Linked DNA regions of Mus musculus: region 1 is linked to region 2. Evidence: chromatin contacts called from public HiChIP or PLAC-seq data. All regions are on one chromosome and are shown on one strand. The core of a region is the stretch at or near the end of the contact, and the rest is flanking DNA. Distances in the headings are between cores, read along the strand shown.

The links. HiChIP or PLAC-seq counts read pairs in DNA pulled down with a chosen protein or histone mark.
Region 1: a contact with region 2 is called in an H3K4me3 HiChIP or PLAC-seq map of bone marrow-derived macrophages, with 5 times the contacts expected there. The contact joins two enhancer-like sites. A contact is called at or near these places in 1 of 39 promoter capture datasets (the C10 cell line), 1 of 484 Hi-C or Micro-C datasets (CD8 T cells), 2 of 115 datasets of contacts at active chromatin or transcription factors (CD8 T cells and bone marrow-derived macrophages) and 1 of 9 other capture datasets (embryonic stem cells).

What each region holds. Positions count from the first base shown.
Region 1 is chr3:153,259,306-153,262,485 of GRCm38.p6, forward strand. The region is part of intron 3 of St6galnac3 (ST6 (alpha-N-acetyl-neuraminyl-2,3-beta-galactosyl-1,3)-N-acetylgalactosaminide alpha-2,6-sialyltransferase 3); the gene reads right to left. It overlaps Gm52634 (a long non-coding RNA gene), which reads left to right. Exons shown (of 3, transcript XR_003954698.1): 3 at 1,056-3,180. Among named protein-coding and RNA genes, the nearest start is that of Gm52634, 4.5 kb to the left of the region's middle. Within about 2 kb of position 1,491, at least 48 of the 459 cell types and tissues checked have an H3K27ac peak or open chromatin away from gene starts, as enhancers often do. A contact at or near this core is called in CD8 T cells and bone marrow-derived macrophages, where this site is marked.
Region 2 is chr3:152,910,814-152,914,157 of GRCm38.p6, forward strand. The region is part of intron 2 of St6galnac5 (ST6 (alpha-N-acetyl-neuraminyl-2,3-beta-galactosyl-1,3)-N-acetylgalactosaminide alpha-2,6-sialyltransferase 5); the gene reads right to left. The region is part of intron 2 of Gm46830 (a long non-coding RNA gene); the gene reads left to right. Among named protein-coding and RNA genes, the nearest start is that of Gm46830, 13 kb to the left of the region's middle. Within about 2 kb of position 1,703, at least 116 of the 459 cell types and tissues checked have an H3K27ac peak or open chromatin away from gene starts, as enhancers often do. A contact at or near this core is called in CD8 T cells and bone marrow-derived macrophages, where this site is marked.

The sequences.
Region 1 (3,180 bases), core at 241-2,740, 350 kb after region 2:
TTTTACCAGCAGGATTTTGCTCGTTGGGATGGTGACAGTGTGCTCATTAGCATCCACAAGCCGCATATCCATAGGAAGCATGTAAGCTTTCAAAGGTCCCTACTGCAAACAGACAAAAGGATTTTCATCCAGGCAGTTATTATTTAAAGAAAAAGACCCAGGTAGCTGAAGAAATGGCTCAGCAGTTAAGAACACTTTCGGCTCTTGCAGAGAACCTGGGTTCGAGTCCCAGTAACCACTTGGTGGCTCACAACCTTCCTCCATAACACTAGCTCCAGGGGATCTAAACCCTGTTTCTGACTTCTGCAGGCATGAAGCACACGTGAGGTCCTTAGGCATACATACATACATACATACATACATACATACATACATACATACACACACGCACCCAGACAAAATACTCATATACATACAAAAATTAAAAAAAACAAATCTAAATTTAGAAAATCGGGTAGTAAACAAGAGCAACTAATTCCTGTTAATTGAACAGTTGCCACACCCCACAGTTTCTAAGGATACTTGGAACGAGTCCTCTCTACTTGTCATTTTTGAAATGTGGAAAATAATTAGTTGGCTGTACTTACCCACAGCTAAACATATTGAAACTTATGAGCAAGAAGCTTGGAGGCAACAGTTAGTGTTCTCTTTCTCTAGTGGAACAGAATAAGGCATGAACACTAGAACGCTGCCCTCCTGAGCTGCAGGCTCTGTTAATACATGGGGGAGGGGAAGCAGGGGATCTCACATTGCATTTTGCATTCCCACTCCTGAAAGCACCCTGCATAATACCCCTTGCAGCTTTGGGAGCACTGATGCTAAGTATCTCTCCACTTTCTATGTCTTTGTGTGTGTGTGTGTGTTTCCAGATATTCATGCAACAGCTGGGGGCAGGGAGGAGGCATGCCAAGTTTTCAAGGGCTATGGGGAAAATGGATGTTTTTATGATATGATTTATAAATGATATTATATCTATGAAACTTTAATGTTTTAATTTTGGCGCACATGGCATGAATTAGTGAGCCAAGATAACTATTAGATACTCATTTTCACAGGAGCAGTTCCCAGGAAAAGATAAAGGGGTCACTCCTGGCGAAGATTACCTTTCCGGCAGAGACACAAGCAACCAGAGCCAGCCTGGCCCTCCTGGTAAAGCAGCACAGCTGCAGGAATCCTAATAATTTCCATTTCACAACGGTAAAATCAAAGTCAGAGCAATGGGAAGATGAATCACAGTACTTGGACTTAATGCGGGAAATTGGGGAAAACAAAGTAGACAAAGAAGAGTGAAGGCACTTAGAGTTATTTACATAGAACAATTCTCCTTTTATGTTAACCCATCTGATGAGCTGTGCAGCAAATCCACAGAGGAAAAGAACTTTGCACAAAGCCACAATTTGGTCTTTGAATTACAAAAATGTGTTGTTTGTCTTCTTTTGTTTCATTGTTTCACTTTCTCTTCCTCTTAAGTTTAGGAGGCGGGAGGGTGGAGAGTTACTGCTGCTTCCGCACTCACACTGTATCTAGACTAGCCTAGACTAAGACTTGAGCCTGCACTGGCTGGGGTCTCCCAGGTTAGGGAGGAGGGGGAAAGAATGATCAAAGAGCCAAGGGATTCCATGTGTCTGAGCTCCTAGACTCTCACAGTTCAGAATGAAGGGAAACCAAAGGACATCAGGAATAAACTCCATGAAGAGACGGAGGCCTTGAATGGGCCCTGGAGAATGTAGAAATCGGACAGCATCAGATTTCAGATGGAAGAGGTAATCTCCACAAGGGATCCTACTGGATAAATGATGGTACTTGGAAAACAGATAACAGGCATAATTAGTGGTTTCAAAGAGGGCATGTTACGTATGCAAATGGACTTCTTGGGCCATGAGAAGCCACACTGCTCAGTCTGCTGTCAACCTAGGCTACCTGGAATTGTCCCCTTCTGGTTTTCCTCTGGGCCAGTCTCCTGGCTGATTCAAACTGATCGAACAGCATTCAAGAAACTGCTCCAGATGACTGGAAAGTGTAACTGATGTTTTCTTCATAAACCAGAGTTGCAATTCTGTATCTCGGGGGACTAATATTTTGACGCTTCAGGGTGTTATTCTGTCTGTGTCTGGCTGCTACACAGAAGGCTGCCAGAACCATCCTCCCAACCTCCCACCCCCACCCCCACCCCGGTCTAATAGCCTCAAGGCAACAGCTAGCATCAATTATGGCTGAAGAATAAGCAATCAACCCACAAGAAGCAATTCAAATGAAAGATAAAATTGTTTCTGGATATTCTATACTATCCAAACTTTGCTCTACAAAGAGACTGGAGACCACTGCATTCTTCAGGGTGACTCTGGGCACCATTAAATCCCTTCCCTGGCCTTCCACTGTCTAAGTAAAACCCCACCATGGTCTGAAAGACCCACTGTCAAACAGCTACAGCCCTCCCTCCCCCATCCTCACCTCATCTGACCATCTCCTGGGGAGGAGCAGAGAATTCTTTTAGCAGAGTGGACTAAGGTCTCCCACGCTGGCTTGCTTGCCCTGGCCACCTGTTCCCTGGTTAGAGAAACCGTCCTCCCCACCAGCCTTCTGTTGCTTGTCTCAGACTAATGATGATGTATGGGGCGATATGTTCTTCCTAATTATGAAAAGTGCTGTCCATTGGTTGCAAGATTTTTATTTGATATTTTCTCAGAATCTTGGCTAGCCTCTGTGCCTTGGGGCCCTTCAGTAAAATTAGATCTCAGAGCCCCCATATGGGATGTGACACACAGCTTTTAACCAGGAGCTCTTACTTAAAAAGGAGAAGTGAGTCTCCACAGATAGAATTTTCCACTCTGCAACCCACATCCCAACCAAGCCTGAGCTTCCAGACCTGAGGAGTCAATCCCGGAGGCTACCACTGTTACCAATCCACTTCAACTGAGCCCGAGCTTCCAGACCTGAGAAGTCAATCCCCGAGGTACCTCAGCTCCCCCTGACACCATACCATTGACCTCTGTTACTTCCCTGTGGATTCTTTTTGTCTTCTGCTCCTTCATACCGCGACACCCCAACCAGTGTCTGTGGGTTAATTCCAACCCCCAGCATCATGTGACAATGATGTCTCCTCTGCTCCCTTATTTTCATCAGATCTCTCTGACAGCTTGTGTCTCAATCCACACCCATGTATGTGTCTATGCTACAACT
Region 2 (3,344 bases), core at 453-2,952:
TCACCAGCTTTCCAATGCAGTCTTATCTCCTAACGTAGGTTCCGCGTCTCCCTCACCATATTATATAACTCATGTTTGCTGCTTTTGTCATATAACACTGTCATTTCTTTGGGAGAAAATTTGGCTCTAAATTTCATCAGAATCACTAATTTATTGCCTGTATACAGTAGAAACTTTAAGAGGTCTGGCTCAGTAGACTAGTCTAATAATCTATCATCAAAGAATGCTAGTTAGTTATCTCTTGCACCCTCTGCTCTCTTGTCTGTAAGTTGTGAATAATACTAAAAAGTTATACATGCAATTGATGAACTACAATCTGTGTGAAGTACAGTTAGTACACCTGTACTGTATATACAATGACAATCATCAGCACTATCGTGAGCATGTCACTGTCACTATACTGACAGAGTTTTAGGTTCCTGTATGCCCATGAATATCTGGTGTAGCCTGGTGGAGGACCTGGCCTGGAAGTCAGAGATGCAATATCTCTCTCACCTCTGTCCGTGACCTTGAGCCTGTGTGCATGACCTTGGGTTAGTCAGATGGGTATGGACTTGGGGACAGGGCTGAGCCTCTCTGCACTCCTATGATTGAGACTATGATTGCACATTGCTGTTTTGAGTCAGGTCCCTCAGTTTGATCTGGGCTCTCAGTGACAGGCCCATGGACTCGGGCTCAGTGTGGACTACTCGGCCATCTTGGAGATGTATTGGTGAGTGCACAGATATAGGGCCACTGCACTTTGGCAAATGCTGACTATAGAATGGTTATGGCCTTCAGTTTATGATCTCAATGGCTGTTTGGGCATTTTGAGAGGAAAATGCAATGCCGGAGAGTTACAGAGGGGACACACCTGATGGTTTTTCTCTTAGCTGATTCTGTGGGAGGGACGCCTCTCCAGCTGATCAACCTAGTGACACTTCTCCAACTCATCCTCCCTGCAGACACCTCAGGTCACGGGACCAGTGGCCTCAATTACAGAGGCAGGGAGACAGATGCCAGAACCACACGGTTACAGTTGGAAGAGCCCTTGTCTAGTCTAAACATTTGATTTTACACATGAGGGAACTTCATCTCAGAGAGACCAGAGGACAGCTACAAGGTCACAGAGTTAGAAGTAGAATTTGGCATGGACAGCATAGGTTCTGGAAACCCAGCTGAAAATGTGTCCCACCTTCCCCAGGACCATCCACAAGGGACGAAGACAAAAGTGAGCCCCAAATAGGCAGCATGTAGAACCTTCTAACCCTTCTGGCCCCCAGTCCTGAAATAAGGTCTGATTGATCAAGACTGTTGGGGAAAGCGTTGACGGGAGCTTGGGGAGAGAAACACACTTTCTAATTCTTCACTCCTGTGTGAAGAGCAAAGCTGTTGTCATTAGGCTGTGTGTTGCAGAATCCTAGAACGGGAGCAACTGGTGCTCGAGGTCTTTTTCTCTTGTGCTTAAGGACCTACTCAGCACCCTGTGGTGGCAGGTCATGGGAGACAAAGAATGTGGTTGTGTTTCCTGAAATGTGTTTCCTGTCATGACTCAGGGGCCCCTCCCTTGACACCAGCTCTGTGAGAGGACAGTCCCGGGAACAAGTCGGCATGAGGCCTGGCACCTGGGAGGCTTTCAGAAAGCTGGTTGGATGAGCCCAGAAGGCGTCGTGTGTCGGTGACTACATGCCACAGAAGACGCAGTAGAACGTGAATTGGCTCAGCAGTCGGAGCCCTGTAAGACGTGATGATCAGGCCAGTGGAGAGTCTATGCTCTCACACTTGCATAGGCTAGTCGAGTGGGGCGGGGCAGGGAGGGGGGAGGAGAAAGCTTTTCTCGCTTGTATTCTCATTTCAGTAGAGTAAGCACGAATTTGTGGTTCAGTGGTTCCGCCTCTCACTGTGCTTTTCTTCCTCTGACTTCTTGCTCTTAAGTAGAAGTACCAGCCTGCAATTCTGTTGGGGCATTGTGCGTAAGCCGGTGTTTTTCTTCTGTCTCCTTTTCTCTGGAATTTTCTTTTCTTTGGAGAGACATGGCTACTGCAGGGTCTGAGGCCCACAGTGTACCTGAGGGAGGAACACCGATAAGTGCTGAGGCAGGTTGACCACGGGGGAGACAGGAAGTCTCCCATGGCGGAGCCTGGTAACCATCAAATCCCCTATATCGCTCTGGAATCTTCCTTGCTCATTTGGGGTCAGGTGACTGAGTTGTTTCTCCATCAGTAGACTGTGAGAGTGAGTGTCGTAAGTCACTTATGAACCTGGGCTTGCTGACATGCCTGGTGCTAATGTCCAGCTCTTCCACAGCAACCTCACAGGCTACCACCATATGGGAAAGGGCTGTCTGATGACTCTGGTCTACAGTGCAAAGACAACTCTACCCCTTGGGCCTTATTTGTAACCGAATCATTACCTACCCCACCCTGGCTTTTTATTCTAGTCTACAAAGCCCACCTCATCTGAGGAGAGCACGGAGGCTGGATTCTGACCGCTGTGTCCTCTTGGCTGTCTGGTTTGGGAGTGCAAATGCACTGGTTCTGGGCAGATGGTTGGTGGGGAAGTGGGTGTGTCCCCTTACGCTCCATTCTGCTCGGAGTTCCCTGAGCTTCTGTCATCTCCGTTCTCTTTAAGTGGATACAAGAAGAAGTTTTAAGGATGAAAATGAAACTTTAAACACTGGATGGTTTTGCGCTGTGAACTGTCAACGCTTTAAACTGTTTTCGTAACCCTGATAAGCTCGGCATTTCAGTCATCTCAGAGAGATTAATTTTTGCTTATTTTCAGATATAGTTGAGGTATTTTTAAAAGCTACAAGTCATTGCTGTTAGGCTGGGGACTTTTACATTATTATTAATCTGGAGGTATGAAATGTATTCATCCCAAACTTTGGGTAATTATAATGAAATTTTAAAAAATTAACAAATTCTGGGGCGGGAAAGATGGCCCTGTGGTTGAAAGCACTTGTTGCTCTTTCCGTGAACCCGAGTTCAGTTCCCAGTACTTACACAGTGGCTTTCAACCATTTCTAACTCCAGTCCAGGGTTCTGATGGCCTCCTCTGGCCTCTTTGGGCACCAGGCATACATGGTGCACAGATATAGATACAGGCCAAACACTCCTACAGACAAAATACTTTTAAAGAAAGTTTTTGCATTATAAACTTGGTTTCATTTTCATTCTCTATGTTAACCTGCCATTAACAAGTGAGCCATTGTTTTGACCTTGAATCATTACTAGAACGACCCATGATGAGGCATTAGTAGAAGCTGGTTTGGTAAATATGCTTATTAAGCTTAATATTTTATAAAATTGGATGTTTTCAGTGCTTTTACATAAAAAATATTGTAATTGATCAGTGATAATTCT